2 separate regions of the Zea mays genome follow, and region 2 is linked to region 1. Evidence: chromatin contacts called from public Hi-C data. All regions are on one chromosome and are shown on one strand. The core of a region is the stretch at or near the end of the contact, and the rest is flanking DNA. Distances in the headings are between cores, read along the strand shown. Region 1 holds the start of LOC100274084 (putative magnesium transporter NIPA4). Region 2 holds the start of LOC100382145.

What was found. A called contact is a pair of places that touch in the nucleus more often than the background predicts.
Region 2: a contact with region 1 is called in a Hi-C map of ear, with 2.6 times the contacts expected there. The contact joins the promoter of LOC100382145 here to the promoter of LOC100274084 in region 1. A contact is called at or near these places in 4 of 25 Hi-C or Micro-C datasets (ear, leaf and tassel).

The regions. Positions count from the first base shown.
Region 1 is chr2:27,953,833-27,959,570 of Zm-B73-REFERENCE-NAM-5.0, reverse strand. LOC100274084 (putative magnesium transporter NIPA4) reads right to left here and starts at 3,178. Exons shown (of 9, transcript NM_001148463.1): 1 at 2,745-3,178; 2 at 2,100-2,156; 3 at 1,833-1,923; 4 at 1,579-1,739; 5 at 1,347-1,474; 6 at 1,120-1,257; 7 at 445-537; 8 at 77-185. The coding sequence starts at 2,925. It overlaps LOC100502273, which reads right to left. Exons shown (of 6, transcript NM_001196750.1): 3 at 5,593-5,658; 4 at 5,187-5,308; 5 at 4,982-5,110; 6 at 4,171-4,492. The coding sequence ends at 4,379.
Region 2 is chr2:28,124,065-28,129,802 of Zm-B73-REFERENCE-NAM-5.0, reverse strand. LOC100382145 reads left to right here and starts at 2,571. Exons shown (of 6, transcript NM_001174905.1): 1 at 2,571-3,115; 2 at 3,828-3,926; 3 at 4,489-4,666; 4 at 5,269-5,366. The coding sequence starts at 2,660.

The DNA of each region.
Region 1 (5,738 bases), core at 1,929-4,428:
GACACATGAAAATATTTGTCTCAGAGCATGTAAATAACCCACAAAGGAAGGAAGGAAGATGGAAAAGTTGGCATACCACCATCAGCCATGTCCTTTGTTTTATGTAGAAGAAAAGTTCCAGAAAGGATCGTAACAAAGCCACACATCTCAGTCACAATTTGCGTAGGATTTTGCCTGTCCCAGTCCTGCGCACCACAGATACAAAATGGAACTAAGTGGTCTCTTCTCATGTGTTCCAACTAGAAGTATTCGCGGGCTATGCCTGAAAGCTGAAGCTCAGGCTCATACTGCTTCTTTTACAGTTTAGTCTAATGCAATCCAAGGAAATCTCCATTTGAAATTGGATTTGGAACACTGGCTCAATCACTATTTAGTGCCCTGCTCAAATTTCACAACCAAAGTATGAAAGCTGAAACGATAAGCTACAGTAATTGAGACACATACCTTGAACATGATGACACTTGCCAAGATAGTTAAAGATGTGAACATGGTATAATAAATGGGTGACACAACTGCTGTATTAAACGTGTCAAGTGCCTGCATTCAAGGAGAGAAAAAACCATCACCACCATTTGTTTTATAAGAAAATATAATTGCTTCATTGGTCAGGCAAGGCTGATGTCTTGGTGAATCAACTTGGCTGTATATAGTGCTAACCGAAGTTTTAACCATTCAATCATATCACCAATATTACCAGAACATTCAGACTTCATCTCCCTAAGGTATCAAATCTATCGGAGTTCCCAACATCTGGGGACTACTAGTCCTGCTGGGTTAGAGAATAACAAGGTACATAAATGAATCATATGCCCTTATATGCCAATCTCCTCTTTTTTTGTCCAGTTCACTTCTAGAATTCTAGTCACCGTGTATTATGCTGCTATGCTAGATCAAGGAAAGAGGAAAACAACAGTTGGTTTCAGATAACAGAGATCAAAATACCTTTTTCTAGCGAAAACAGCAGGAATTTCAAAAATCAGAATACAGGCAACGAGAGAAGAAGAAAATAACTGTACAATGTCTATACAGGGAAGGAATTCCAGAAGACAAGATTATACAAATGAATTAATCCAAGAACACAGGGAAGACTTTAGTTGTGCTTTCAAAAACTCAGAATACCTTGTTCAAGTAATTCATTTGGGTAATGATACATGAGATGACAACCAGACTAAAAGCCCATGTCTGTGGGTAAATAAGCTGGTTCGTTCCTGAAAAGGTCAGCTTCAATGCTATACCAAGAGCTTTCACGCTCATGACCTGCATAGTTAGGCCAACAACTTAGTATTAAAGCACACACCAGGAGATGATAAACACATGCTATATGCCTATATCAAAAGAACACTTACCGAGATGGAACCAACGAGAGAGCAAACACCTATGTAGACCATGACATGTGTCTGCCCATAAAGTGGGACAAACCGATAAACAAGTATGGCAGCTATAGCAATTACCACTGCTGCATAACACATGAAGGCTGAAAAACAACACCAAGTGGTTATGACTTGGTGGTGTGGTGTAATTATTCATGAAAGAAGTAGCCAATTAAGCAGATACAAAGCAATGGGTAATAGCAAATACCTGGTTCCGTAGCCAGATCCCACACTTCTGTCACTGACTCGATTTCACGCTCTGGTGGAGCATGAAGGACAATTGTGGTGGATCCCACAACACATAGCGCGCATCCAAGAATTCCAAATATGTGCAGCTTCTCCCGCAGCATTACATGTGCAAGCACAGCGCTGGAGAACAGAAGATAGCTCCAGATTACTGATACAGTCAACAAAAGGTTGCAGTAAGGCAATACATACAGTTCTATGACTGAGAATTCGTGCCTGATAATAATGCTAAGAGCACCGAGAGGAGTGACCAAAATAGCCGGTGCAAATGCATAAGCTGCGAAATTTGCAACTTCTCCAACAATCACTGCAAAAGAATTTCACAGAAGAGACAGTATGTTAAGTGTTAGAGTGGACGCATTAACCAATTCAACCTAAAAACTTAAGCCGATAGGAGAAGTTAGGCAATCCATTTATACGCTTCAACATTAAGAAGCTATCTATTACAACGAAATAGAAGAAAAAGAAGAGGTAAGCACTTACTTGTTATCATGCCAACCCACCAAAGAGGCTCATATAAATAAGAATAGCCACCAACCCCTGTCATAACAATAACATGGAACATTAATACTGCAGTTTGCTAGTATAAATAGACAGACGCCTCAGGGTAAGAGTACAAATGAGGCCTGAAATTGCGATATAAAATCCTGTAGGAGGGGTGGGGCGTCCGAGATATAACATGACATAAGCCTTCTCGATTTTGGGCATAAGTCAGAGATGTCATGTGCGTGGGTATCTGTCATTGAAATTTTTAAGTCGGGTCACACATTATTTACCAGCAATGCAATGCACAATTTACTTAATCAACAAAGTGGTTTGCTAGAGAAAGGTGCATTTTGGTGCAGAAATACAGTGAGCTTTAGTCAGTTAATCACTGAAGCAGTTGAACTCCAACTGCAGCTGTTACATAAACATAAAAAAATGAAATCTTTCATCAACAACAGTTCTACATATCAATAGTGACTAACGAGACATGTTAACTCGGGAATGAGGTTCAAACTAATGGATTTGGCATCAGTTCTATGATGAAGCACAGAGTGAAGACAACTGGCCAATTCTCCAAGACGTATTGAAGAAGCAGGCAAGCGCACGGCGTAGGGACAGGGGAAGGGAAAAGAGAAAGGGTACCCGCTCTGACGCCGGAGGATGCGGCCTTCTTGAGTCCCTTCTTCTTGATAATGAAGCTGGCGCCGATGAAGAGGCTGGAGGAGAGCGCGAGCACCAGGCCCTTGATGTTATCCGCGGACATGCCCGTGTACCACCTACCCCCGCCTGAGGCGGAGGCGGCAGCGGTCGAAGTTACATCCATGGGTCGGGCCCTATAAGGGTATGATGCTCAGCAGAGTCACCGCGCGGAGGTCGACGAGAAGGGGGCTGGTGGTGCCCTAGTTGGTGTCATGAGGAGGGGCGGTGCGCATGCGGCAGCGGAGCGAAAGCGAGATCCCCCTCTCCCGCCCTATCCTTGGTTGTGCGGCGGGACGGCGGTTGGATACCGTACAGGCGATGGTTTTGCCTTGTCGGCTTGTCTTCACTCCTCGCCGGGGGCGAGGGAAGCCGGCCGGTTGTCGGTCTGGTGGTGCGGCTGCGGCGAGAGGGGAGGGCTTCCTCGGCTCCTTTTCCTTTTGCAGCCCAGTCCTCAAGTTACTTGCTTTTTCCCAAAGCAGGGACATGGTGGATTTCTTGCAATTTCCCCTCTTTTCTTATCCAAACGTAAACAAGTTGAAATTAAAGCCTCTCCCTCTCTCGTATTCTAATGGTCATCGTCTTCGGCCCGTTCGGTCAGGTTGAAACAAGACTAGGAACTATTTCAGGTTATCAATTGTTATACTACAAATTATACAATTATTTTAATTAAAATTTTTTTTGAGTAGATTCCTGAATAACCGAACGGGTCTTTCGTCGGATTTGTGAGGACGAAGAATCATTCCCAGCCCTGTTCTCAGTATACATTCCATAAATTTCTCTCGATCTAAATTAGTTCCTTAGCATATTACAATTCTACAAATTTAAATTTTAAAATTATATATCTTATGATTTTAAATCTTGTTTGCTTAACATATATTGATTTGATATAATCAGTTTGCTTTTATCTCTAAATATTATTTCCTCTGTTTTTTTTTTCATTTGTTACGTTTTAGTTCAACAAAAATAAATTTATATTCTAACGAAGACAGATTATCCGCGAACGGGGATGGCGAGACGGTAAATTCTTTATTGGCATCCTTGCTCGCGATACAGGAGCTAACAATCGGCTCACGTTTTTTTAATACTAAATAAAAAGACTATACATGAACAATATAATTTAGTAATAGCTAATTGATGGTTAGAGTCCATTAATCTTTATTCGTCCACAATTAGCTCAAACGTAATCTGCTTCCACAAGATGTGTTATTGTGGATTGAGATGAAATATCATCTGCACGACTGCACGGCACAAATAAATAGAAGTGAGGCTGTTTTCTGTCACATATAGACATGTTGATATTGCTGTCCACCAGTAGAAGCGCAAGGCCAACCACCGAGATACTTGGAGTAGCGAGCTTAGGCAACCAACGAACCGAAGTATGGCTGTTTCTTATATAGATGACAGTGTCTGATACTGTATCATGCCGGTATTGATGCCACCCACCCGTGCCTCTGCTACTTAGCTGCGGTTGGGAGGCAAGACTACATATTGTCAGGTAAGTTTAACTTGATACATCATTATATAGCTGCTGCCAATTGTCTTCACCACATATAGCAATATACAGGACCAAAACCATGTTAACAGCAGCTGCCTGTGGCGGCGTCAGCTTCTGGAGCCTTCTGCTTGAAGATGTTCTTCTTGCTGACCCCTGCTGAGGAAGCATCCGCCAGGAGGCTTGGCGTGTCTAAGATCTGCAACGTGCATACAGGCCAATACTATAAATAACAAGGATCTTATCTATCTGCTTCCTTCCCCATTTAAGGGGGTGTTTGGTTTCTAGAGACTAAGGTGTTGTTTGAATGCACTAGAGCTAATATTTAGCTGGCTAAAAAATTACTAGTGAAATTAGCTAACTAACGAATAGCTAATAGTTGAACTATTAGCTATGGTGTTTGGATGTCTCCAACTAATTTTAGCTACTAACTATCAGCTCTAGTGCATTCAAACACCCTCTTATTTTTAGTCCCACTATTTTATTCCCTAAACTGCCAAATGTCTATTTTAGTTTCCGTATTTGATAATTTAGAAACTAAAATGGAATAAAATGGAGAGACTAAAATTTTGTCCCTAGAAACCAAACACCCCCTAAATCTCAATAGTCGATTTGCAGGTATGTGCAGCTTGGAATATTGTCAAGAATAAGGCGGCATACATGGTACTGCGAAAATATATATACATACCTTTAGAACCAGTTCCTCAAAACACTGTTCTACGTTTACTTTTGTTTTCGCACTGCATTCTAGAAACAAACAACCGTATTCCCTGGCAAATTCAATTCCCTCCTTTTTCGTGACAGCCCTCTCACTTTCCTGCCAAAACGAACTGTTTAAATCAGTTGTTTCCAAAGGTGCAAAAGGAGACTACAAAATTTTACAATTGCTTTACCTTGTCTACTTTATTTCCAACAAGCATCTTTACACAGTCCTGGTTGGTTGAATACAGGTCAATTTCCTTGGCCCATATATCAGAAAGATTGGTGAACGTCTCTCGTCGACTGACATCATACACTGGAAATTTGATGACACATAAAATTATCATGTGTGTCTATGCAATAATTCAACAGAGCCAAACAAGATGCAAGCAGATAAAAAAGGGCAAGCACAAATACAACAGGAAATGTGTTGCCAAGTGTGGTGACTCTAAAGCTATGCAAAACTTGGTAATGGAATTTAGACACTTTGGTTGATAAAAAGAAATTATCCTATTTAACAATATCAACTAGAGAGTGTCTTAGTAGGAAAAAAAGTGCAATGCGACAAATTTACAGGACAGTAGTAGTTACGAGTAATACCCATAATGATCCCCTGTGCCCCTCTGTAGTAAGAGCTGGTCAAGGTCCTAAACCTCTCTTGTCCAGCTGCATAACAGGTAATCGTCAGCGACAACAAAGGCACAATCATACTCAAAGAATGTAAGATGTACAAATAGAGAGGGTAA
Region 2 (5,738 bases), core at 1,322-3,821, 170 kb before region 1:
GGAAAACTACTCAGCAGGACTACCGAAGACAAAAGATCACGCCCTTGCCAATATGAAACAAGTCCCATCTGTAAGGTCATTCCCTTGAACTATAAAAGGGCAGGACCCTCTCTCATTTTGAGCACACACCTGTTGTAACACGATCTCGAGAGCAAGACAAGGATCAGTACTACACTGGACTAGGCGAAAGCCTGGACCAGTATAATCACTCTATCTTAACCATTTATTCGAGTCACATGCGATTCACCATTCAGTGTGAGTCTGCGCTAGCCTCCCATCCCGAACAAAAATTTTATTGTCCCTCTGGTTTCCGAAACCATGACACTCCCCCATCTTCCCACCTCTCCTATAACATGAGAGATATATGGTAGCACATAAAGGTATGAAGATGACTACATGTAACAAAATATAAGTAACTAAAACAAAATCGTATTATGGATAATGCTGGATGCAAACCTTTCATTCCGTGCAATAATAAAGACCTCAGTGAAGCACATACCTATAAGCTTTTTTTAAATGGAGCACATCTATAGATGCACATTGTATCAAAAACTGAGATATAGAGTTACTTTGTAAAAATATATATGAACATAACACATTTCAGGTCCATATGTACTTACAAGACAAAGTCGTAGGAATTTTATCCTCTAATGCACATGATTTTTATCCTTTTTTTCATATGAATTTTACTAGCTATGCACTAGTTAGAGTGTTAGACATGTCTTCTGCGTAGAACAATTGAACATCAATGCATTATATATGTTTGTGCTAATTTAGGATGCATGCATAGTCTAATGCAAACAAATAAGCGTGTAAGGAGACATCGCAAATCGTTAGAGCACCTCTAAGAAACTATTTACATTCTATTTAATTTAGAGAAATAGAGATGGTAGTGAAAAAACACCCTCCGAGATCTTATTTAGATCTCTAAATATTGACATGCTTTATTCTAAATTTTTCATTAGTTAACAATAAAAAATGAGTATAGCACTTTAAAGTGTGCACAAGGTAAACTATTGGAGGGTACAACCAACTCTTCAGATGATAATTTAGAAAGCAAATTTTAAAAAGACACTTGAAGATGCTCCTATGTCTTTTTTTTTTAAAATGGAAGGGTATAGCGACATAGCATATCATATTGTTCGACATGGCTAGCTAGACTCTTTTACCTATGTGCCATTGTAAAATATCACAGTTTCTTCCATATTAGTGCAAAATTTTAGCTCTGCACTACTGTAGCATGAAACTTAATTTCTCTATGTGCGCATAAACAATTCTAATAAATATAATAAATTTGCAATGTATTATTTTTTTATAATTGCAACAACCAAAATAAGTATTTAAGTTAAATAGTTCTAGACATTGAAATGTACTTCTATATGTTCTAGATGATAATTTTGGACCCTTTATGTCTCGATTTATTTGATTTAGAATCTGTTTGGTTCGCTGGCACTCTCACTATAGTTTATCACGTCTAAGATTAGGAAGATTTCACCAGTTTAGGCCTATGTTTGGTTTGTAGCCACGATTGTAGCAAGATTTTTCTCTTGCTGTGTAGGTCTCACTTATCAATAACTTAAAAGGTGTGACGAAATTCTCTTATCTTACGCATGATAAGATGTGCGCGAATAATTTAAGTGCCTAATCTTATCTTAGACAAGTGTAACGAAAAATATGTAACTTTTGGCACCTTAGTTATATAACCAAACATGTCATTAAACCGTAGTTTTGGTTGTAACAATTGTGGGACTTTTTTAGATGTATTATAAATTTATTATAGTTATTGGAAATTCATATATGCACATATAAGCTGTCACCATGGTATCAGAGTAAAAAATTATTTTTTAATGCAAAATACATGCCGTTACAGTGACATTAGAGAGAGAAAATAACCTTTTAAATGCATTTTCTACTGAGGGAAAAACATCATTTTCATTGGATGTTAACTGCTGTCATTAGAAAAATAGACGACAGTGGTGGTCTACAAAGAAAAGAAGTTTCTTGCGACCATAGGAGAGAACTTTAAAGCGGACAGTGTAAAATAGGGACGTAAAATTGTATTGTTTGTAGAATGAAATTTGAAATAGAGATGAGATGAGAAATTAAGGATCAGCTTTATCGACTCATATTATAGAAAAAATATGATTGTTTATAATGACATACATGTAAGAGCATCTCTAATTGTGCCTTAAACCAGTGCTCTATCTTAAAATATAGGGTTCAACACATAAAAACAACTCCAACCGTGCTCTATTTTATAATTTTTTTGTGAAAAAAATATAGAGCACTCCATAAAGTAACACAAATATACTACACCCTAGACTAGTACCTATCTTTATTTTCTACAGCATTCTCAACATTTTATTTTTTAATAACATAATTCATTTTCGAAAATATATTATTTAGGACTTAACTGTTAGAGCGTAATTTATCACTAGTACACTAAACAATTTGAATTATATAGTATTTTAATTTTTAAGGTACTATTTTAAATCATGTTGTTGGAGATGCTCCAAACATCAGCTGTTCCTTACTGGGCCGCTCGGCCCGTATTCCCTGCTCGTTCAGTCGTCCTCTTCCTCCAAACCTTTCCGCTGCCGGTGAACTTCCTCCACCTGAAGCCCCTACCACGATAAGCCCTAATCCCAGCGCCACCTCGATGGCGACCACCTCTTTCTTTCATCCGCTCGCCGCCCCGATGGACCGCGGTAGCGTTTGTTTTCGTCGCTGCCCGTTCAGCCTAACCATCCCCGCCCGTACAGCGCCCCGGCGACCGGCGCCGCTTCTCGTCGTCCGCGCTAAGCGCGCCGGCAGCCAGCCCCCTGCTGCCGCCGCCTCGCGTCAGCCCGCGAATCCCAGCGCGGTCCCGAAGCGGGACGTGGAAGAAGAGGAGGAGGAGGTCGAGGAGGAGATGCCCTGGATCCAGGACAAGGCGCTGGACCTCGTGGAGTTCACTGGCACCGTCACACAGGCCATCCCAGGGCCCCGTGTTGGCTCTAGCCCTGTTCCATGGCTTCTCGCGGTTCCCCTCGCCTACGTCGGGGTCTCCTTTGTGCTCGCGGTCGTCCGCACCGTGCGCAAGTTCACCTCGCCGCACACTAAGAAGAAGCGAAGGGTAGGAACATTGGTTTGCAGGGTCTAGCTTCATTGGATTTGCTGTTTAGAGGGTTTGCTTTGTCAGAGTGATGGGAAATGATAAATGATAGATTCCATTCCTTCTTTCAGCAGCTAATTTGTGTTCGCAAATTTATCTATCTGTTGCATTACTGTATAGCATCTTGGAATTATACTAAGGGGGTGTTTGGTTGCTCCTGCTAAAGTTTAGCCCGGGTCACATCAAGCGTTTGACTTTTAAATAGGAGTATGAAATATAGACCCAACCAATTGGACTAGATTCGTCTCGTCTTTTAATCTTCGGCTGACAAATTAGTTTTATAATCCGACTACATTTAATACCCGGAACGGAGGTTTAAACATTCGATGGGATAGGGGCTAAACTTTAGCGGGGTGTAACCAAACACCCCCTAAATAAACTTTTTACAGCCTTTCTTAAATTAAACTAAAAGAGCCTGCAATTTCAGTTCTAAAACATTTTATAAATTTACTCCTCTATAGTCATCAACTAGATACCTTTTTAAATATGTAGAGGTGCTAAAGCAAATTTGAGCTTTCTGCCTTTCTTTCTTTGTTGATTGCAAGCTTGATGTTATCCTAAATTTGATATTTTCCCATTTGCATGCTATTTTTTCGCAAACAGATTGCAATCTAGAACTATTTGGTGTCTAGGTTTTGTTGGCACTTAATATTAAAGAAGTATTCCTCTGTAGGTGAGTAAGAATATATTCTTGTTGAAGTCACTAGATGATCTGTTTCAGAAGGGCAGGGAGGCAATAAATTATCCTGCTCTTCAGGACCTAATGCAAAAGGTATGTTGCCTATTTTTCCATTGGTTTTATACTTTTATTTTTGATTTGAGAAACTGATTTAGGTCCTGTTTGGAAGAAACCCAGTTTTTAAGAAACCCGTTTTTATTTTTTAGCTAGGAGAGGCTAGCTTCTTGGTTTTGAAGAAACTGTGAATCCAATTTCTATAAACTGAGGCATAAACTAGTATGTTTGGAACCACCTCAGTTTCCATAAACCGGTTTCTTAAAAATTGGGTGGTTCCAAACAGGCCCTTAGATAAATGATATTGAAATGGTAGGTTGGATATACTTGCTTATTTACTCTAGTGTTGGTTGTGCTCAAAGCAAAATGTCACTAGCTGTCAGTAGAGTTAGTGAGTTGATGCTATTGTTAACTAGTGCCGAAACCCATTAAAATTTTGTGCTGCGTAGGCCAGAACAATAATGTTATTTGCAAACTGGAATTTCATTACACTGACATGTCTATATGTATTGCTAGTGACAACTAATTTAATGTTTGCTTTGCTACTGGAAATTCTTTCCATTGCAAATAACAGACTCATAAATACTTTATGTGTGCTCAGACAGGATTTGACATGGATGATGTAGTAAGGAAGTACATCCGTTACACACTGAATGAAAAACAGTTCAGTCCTGATGTGGTTGTGGATCTCATACATCTTAGGAAGGCATCAATGCTGGAAGATGCAGAAGTTGCTGAAATTTTAAATGAGATTTCAAGACGAATTGTCCGGGAAAAAGGTATAACTATTAACTGCTGCTGCTTATTCAAATACTAGAGGAAGCACAAGAACAAGATATTTCCAGAATCTCATGTTCTGGCTGCTTACTTATGCAAATCAACTATTTCTTTTTCTTGCTCCCCATCAGCTGAAGTTTGTTGGCCTTTATGTTGAACCTTCTTTGTGAAACTTAGTAATGCCAGCCATTTTTCATCTTTTGTTCCATTTAATCAACAAATTTTTAGGTTGGACCCTCATTTTGTTTTTAGAATATGTGCATAGCTCTTCTCCACATTATTATCAACTAACATTCTTTGTTATGCATTGATGGAAAATTGATAACATTGTATGTTCTGTCATCATTGGATGCAATGTTCTGATTTCAAGTCCTGCAATGCTTATCCAAAGAATCAATCGAAAGTGCATGATTGCTGGGGGTGACGATAAGCCACCTCTGATGCATATTATTTGTACAAATTTGTAACTATTTCCTATCCTTTGCCAACTGGCCCTCTTCAAACCCACTCTCTAAATTGTAGCTTTATTTCTTTCCTATTATTTTGAATTTATTGGATATGTAAATGACAGACTTCAGATATTTTTGTATTTAAAATATTGCAGGGCCAGTAGTTATGGACTTATCTGGTTTTACAGAGCAAGGTTTTAAGCGGAAGCTTGCTGTACAAGCACTGTTTGGAAAAATCCTATACTTATCAGAAGTAAGCGGTTGATCCTTCATTTTATTACTGATTTTGCAATTCCAGATCTTTTGACCTTGAGCCCAGATCTTGATCCTCTACTTTGAAATGAACTGCTTGGGCTGTAGCCAAAAAAGGAAATTGTTTGATGATCTACTTCTTTCTGCGGAACTCATTAATGAGTGCTTGGTTTGGTGAACCATCTTATTCTGATTGGGTTCAAGCATCTCCAAGAGTTCCCAAAATCCTTGAGTTTTTCAAATCGCCAAAAATAATTAGGAGCAACAAGAGTCTCTCCGACAGTTTCTAAAAACTAACTCCTATCAAAAAAAAGACACGCGGGAAACTTTTTTGGTGGTGCTTGTTTTTTTTTTTCGCGGGAGAGCCTTTGCC